2 separate regions of the Bombyx mori genome follow, and region 2 is linked to region 1. A link is a contact called in public Hi-C data. All regions are on one chromosome and are shown on one strand. Each heading gives the region's core, a stretch centred on a gene start, on an enhancer-like site or on the middle of the called end of the contact. The rest is flanking DNA. Distances are from core to core; before and after follow the strand shown. Region 1 holds the start of LOC101739638 (kxDL motif-containing protein CG10681). Region 2 holds the start of LOC101742448 (syntaxin-16).

Region 1 (2,952 bases), core at 182-2,681:
TAGGGCGACGACGGTGACTTGCTCCTGCGTGATCAGGATTCGGGGAGTAATCAGCGGCGGCAACGATAAGGCGATTATCATGACGCATAGCCTTATCGAAGTAACGTTCCGACACTAACTTCATGTGTTTGCGGATCGATTCGAGGCCCAGGTCGCCGTGAAGGTCGACGTTCCTCACGAACCACGGAGCCCCGACGGCTAACCCGCAAAAGCGGGATTGTAGGGATTGGAGGGTGTCTATGTGTGTGCGGGCCGCGTGAGCGAACACCACACTCACGTAAGTCATGACGGGCCTTATGCAAGTTTTGTAAAGTGTCACCTTGTTCCGAAGGGACATTTTACTCCGCTTACAGATCATGGGATAGAGTCTACCGAGAATAAATGCGGCACGGTCACGGACTGTTTTTATATGCGGACGGAATGTCATGGATGCATCCAGGGTTACTCCCAGGTACTTGACCTTCCTGGTCCAGGGTATAGGTTGGCCGAAGAGGGTGATCGGGGGTGTAATATTTCTCCTCCTAATGCGGGAGGAAATAAGCGGAGAGTAGCATCTTTGTTAACATGGCCTCACACATACGTTAGTGTTAAATACCTACTCTTTGCTAGTTTTACGAGAAAAATATATGAGGACTTTTTGGCGGGAGCGCGAGAAGTGAAGTTGTGTGATTTGTTTTATTTTGTCTATTTAGTGTTTCTTCGGGTTCAATTGTGTAATAACGGTGGTTTCTTAACTGTTTAATATCTGTGAAAGTGCACAAATGTGGGAAAATGAAACAAAGACGCTGGACGTAAGTTCTCGGGATCCTCCAAAATGTCCACTGAAAATATCTCAGCAAATGACCACCATTTTACTGAGATTATATTTCATTCCATATCATCTCTGTTAGACAGTTTTATTTGAGGGGATTGGGTTCTGGAGGAGATGAGGGGCTATTTAAAAAACACTGCTTCATCTATACTAATATTATAAAGAGGAAAGATTTGTTTGTTTGTTTGTTTCGAATAGGCTCCGAAACTACTGAACCGATTTGAAAAATTATTTTTCCATTAGAAGCCGACATTGTCCCTGATGAACATAGGCTACTTTTTTTTATTTATTTTTTTTGGTTTCATGTTTCCGAAGCGAAGAGAAGGCGGGTCGCTAGTGGTTAATATAATGATATTGCAAATACTTTGTACACTATTACACCATTACAATATTTCATTTTTATAAAAGCTTAAGATGTTGCACTGTCTGTGTCTAGATGAGAAGTCATTGTCGTCACTGAAGAGAAGACAATCGTCTGTTTTAAACATTTGTAAAGTTTTAAACAAACTGTAACCATACGTATTACCTGCCATTACTTACATATTCAAACTCGAAGAATCTCATCTCATTTCATATAGTTTAATTTAATTTCATTTCTTAATATTATTTTTCAGAAAAAAAAAATATAACGATTCAGCTGTATGGTATGATACCTTTTGCATTGCCAATTGAAAAAATAAAACTACTTTTATACTGACACTGACACATTAGACACATTTGCTTGTTTTAATGAAAGACCAAAATATCAAGAAATTTGTGTATAAATATAATGTATTGTGTACGAAAACAATAAATAATGGCGAACGGTACTCCAGAAAGTGATTTCTCGATAGAATGCTTCCAGAACTACACTGCGCCCGAAGTTTTTGTTCAAGGCCTAGCCGGTATGGTGGATCAGACTGACGTTGAAGTGATTATTCGAGCACAAAAGAATATGTAAGTACGAGCCAATTGAGAATTTAACTTAAACCAAAAAAGCGAATTCCTAATTATTATACCTATTAATTTTTTCAAACTTAAAAATTATTTGTGAGCAACAAATGAAAATCAGTATGAAATTTAATGATACACTCGCTGAAATAAAATATGTATCAGAACTGGTGGTAAGACCTCTTGTGAGTCCGCGCGGGTAGGTACCACCGCCCTGCCTATTTCTGCCGTGAAGCAGTAATGCGTTTCGGTTTGAAGGGTGGGGTAGCCATTGTAACTATACTGAGACCTTAGAACTTATATCTCAAGATGGGTGGCGCATTTACATTGTAGATGTCTATGGGCTCCAGTAACCACTTAACACCAGGTGGGCTGTGAGCTCGTCCACCCAACTAAGCAATAAAAAATAAAACCTTAAAATACAGTATATGGGCATTTTAATTTATATCTCTCATAATTCATTTTTATATTTTCTGCCTCAGCAGAACAAAATTATTTGACAAGGTGATTTTGTTTTGTTACCAAATAAATCCCGCTCGAATAAAGTTTTCTTAGGTTGCAGAGATTTGAAAAAACAACAGAAATGCTGACAAATTGTAATCAGCTGTCGGCCAGTAGATTAAGGGCTGCATCCACAGAGTTCAAGAAACACACACAACTACTGTTCGAAATGAGGAAGGATTTGGAATTCATATTTAAGAAAATTCGGGCAATTAAAACCAAGCTCAGGTTTGTTTGATTTCTTTTTTAAAAAGAAAAAGTTTGTGTTTTGCTTTTATAATAATAAGTAGTATATAGTATAAATAAATTAAACAAGGCTTAAAGGCTTAAAAAAGCCCTCTGTAGTAATCAGTAGTGTTCCCCTGGCATTGTTGATATCCATGAGTGGAGGAGATCTCACACCATCAGATGAGTCATGTTCTCATACTCTCGGACTGTAATAGAATAAATAAAGAATCTGCTTAGTAGTACATTCATAAATTTAAAAAATGTGGTACCTTTTTTTCGGCCATAGTTGGGTAAACAGTTCATAGCTTATCTGCTATTACTGCAGTTTGTAGACTACATAATACAGCAGTGCGGTTTATTATAATAGTATGCAATATCGCGGACGATCTCCAACACGATGGACCGACCTCATAAAACCTGTGACTCACTCCAATATAAATGATTGCTCACACTCTGCGAAACATCGTGCCACATGGCGTCGC
Region 2 (2,952 bases), core at 207-2,706, 320 kb before region 1:
ATACTACCTGGAGCCACTGGTGGTCATCCACAGTGCGTTTCCAGAGGTCTTTTTTGCCACGTACCATCCGGCTATGGAATGAACTCCCCTCCACGGTGTTTCCCGAGCGCTATGACATGTCCTTCTTCAAACGAGGCTTATGGAGAGTATTAAGCGGTAGGCAGTGGCTTGGCTCTGCCCCCGGCATTGCTGAAGTCCATGGGCAACGGTAACGGTAACAACGGTAACCCTACAAGGGCCTAAAAAAAAAACTTATTTAAATGAACAAATTTAGAATGTTACAAGGCAAAAAAGATCTCTGGAAACACACTATGGATGTTAAGCTGTAAAATCATTCAATTATATTAATTTATTTCTACATTACTTTAAACTGCAACAAATAGTAGGTCATTATGGAGATGAACTATTAGATGGAAAGTGATCACACTTTGGTTATTCAACATAAACAATACTGGGTGTACTAATGCTGTAATTAGTTAAAGTACTGTATAAAGTTAGTAAATGGTGAAGCATTACACGAAAATCAAAAATGTTTCAGTGTATAAGACTGCAAATTATAATATTATTGAAGAAGAGGGCCCACAGATAAGCATTATGGATGTATATTAACCTGGTCATAACATAGTGAGCTTCCTCTAATGCATCAGCCCAGGGCGGTGGGGCACGTGAGTCAACTCTCATCTCAGCTCCGGCTTCCATATCATGAGAGCTTCGTCGCATAAGTCTAGCACGTTCTGAATCATTATTCTAGAAATAAAAAGAAATTAATGTTACTTGGGCTGCAAGAGATTGAGGTTCTCGGCAATAAAGATTAAGAAGGAATAAATGAAGATTACCAACATAGGCTATTGAAAATGATTCAATTTGTATTTTAAAACACACATAACTACTATGGAAAAAGAAAGGCTAGTTCTGATTAAAATTAGTGAACATAATAATTATTCTGATAATGTTATAGATAATTTATGCTATCTGTGCTTTAAATCTACAATTTATTGTACACGACTATTACATTAACCATAACAATACATTGGCGCGGATTATTTTCGAAAGTTGTCAGTTTATTGCTATGTATTTTTGAGTGGACAATAAGTTTAATTTTTTTTGTTTATTGACTTATCGCATTTTTAAGGTAGATGCCACCCTTTCTCCTGAACCCATATAGCCTTTACGTTACTAAGAAATATCTCAGTATTGAAATAATGCTACAAATCGCATAAAATCAATATAAAATAGTCTCACTCTTTCTGAGAATATTTGTCGGCTGTGTATCGCGTTGTTACGCATTAATACGAATACTTCTGTCAGACTTCTCGACACCATGTTCGTATCGTTATTTTTTTATTTATTATTCACGTAAATTAAGGTGGTATTAAATACTGTATTACAAAAACTGCAATGTATTTATTTTTATAGTCTTGATAGAGTGGATGACGTCTAAGCTTATTTAACACTTGACAGTTTTGAAAAGCGACGGTCCACATTGTGTAGGTACTTAAATGGGCAAACGTACAATAAGCCCATCGGCTTGGTTTAAAACTATCAAGTTTTATTTTAATTTTCAGGGTATATTGTGATATCTCCAAAAGACTTCTGAAAGTAATCTTATCACTACTACATAAATTTAATCTTACAGCGAATGTTCAAAAACTTTTTACCATTACTGCAAAATTTAGTAACGGTTTTATCGTTGCTAGCCCCTCGGCCATGTACTAAAATAGAATGTGACATACATTTTAGATATTTTATTACCTGAAGAATACAAGCTATTATGCTAAAAAAAATTGACGTTTTTCTGTAGACAGCGTAAATATATACTTAAAGGGATTAGATTTAAGCATTGTTGTCAAAATTGTTGAATTTGTGAGGTCCAAATCTGCTAAATTATAAATTATGTCATCATTAAATATAGAATTTGGTTGCTATTTGTGATTATGGAGCTGTATTATTTAAAATACACAATTCTCTTAATCGTATAGTACATCTTTGAGTGTGTACAGAATTGGTTGTAGCTTCACAATATTAACTGGCTGAATAGGACATATTTCTTTTGCAAATTTAATTCAACAAACCAAACAAAGAATAGGGTTATAAAAATGTAAACAAATAGGTAATTAAGATTTTTACTGTGGATTTTGCAATTTGATAAAGATAAAAAAATTGGCATATAGACACGGAACGGCTATTTAAAAATTTTAGATAGCTTAGGTACAGAATAAATAAATATAAATGAGTATGGCATCGCATGATGCCGGCGTTCCTGAACAATTCCAGCAATTTCCGCCTAACAGAATCATTGTTATCCACCCTGGTTCGCTCTACGTACGTATCGGACGAGCCTCAGATCTCGTGCCAGTGAAACAGCTACACTGCATTGCAAGAAAACGTAGACACGGCGGCAAAATTTACCGCGACTCTTTCATACCACCGAGCGTTCCGAAAACCAAAGAATTGATTGAGGAATTAGAAGAATGTAGGCTTCAAATATCTCATACTCTTCAGTCATGTGTGCAGTCTAACGGCGCAAGAAGGTACGCAACTCCCCCGCAGCAAATCGCGGCCTTTAACCGTCGTTCGTTACCGGAGTACGTCTCTGACGGGGAACCGTGGCCTCAAGTCGAATGTGATGTTATTGTAGGTGATCTAGTCCTTGATGTGGACCCAGAATTACCATACAACATACATTTTCCATACCGTAGAGGAGATTTTAACCTTCATTCTGAAATAGGAGGATCTATTTCATCAGTTCTGAATGATCTGTATACAATATGGAGTTCCATAATTGAGTTTAAGTTAGGGATACCCCTGATAGAGCTTGTGAAATATAGATGTGTTCTTCTGATACCAGATCTGTACTGCAGGAGTCATTTAAAGTATCTAATGTCTTTACTGTTGAAGGACTTGGGCTTTGGCCATTGTTTCTTAGTCCAGGAAAGTGTTGGAGCTACATTC

What was found. A called contact is a pair of places that touch in the nucleus more often than the background predicts.
Region 2: a Hi-C map of whole pupa shows a contact between it and region 1, with 2.7 times the contacts expected there. The contact joins the promoter of LOC101742448 here to the promoter of LOC101739638 in region 1. A contact is called at or near these places in 2 of 7 Hi-C or Micro-C datasets (both in whole pupa).

Annotation. Positions count from the first base shown.
Region 1 is chr20:11,816,570-11,819,521 of ASM3026992v2, reverse strand. It overlaps LOC101739638 (kxDL motif-containing protein CG10681), which reads left to right and starts at 1,431. Exons shown (of 3, transcript XM_004925982.5): 1 at 1,431-1,747; 2 at 2,297-2,470. The coding sequence starts at 1,608.
Region 2 is chr20:12,133,716-12,136,667 of ASM3026992v2, reverse strand. LOC101742448 (syntaxin-16) reads right to left here and starts at 1,456. Exons shown (of 4, transcript XM_038018167.2): 1 at 1,243-1,456; 2 at 611-747. The coding sequence starts at 1,323. It overlaps LOC101740322 (actin-related protein 8), which reads left to right and starts at 2,067. Exons shown (of 1, transcript XM_004925987.5): 1 at 2,067-2,952. The coding sequence starts at 2,230.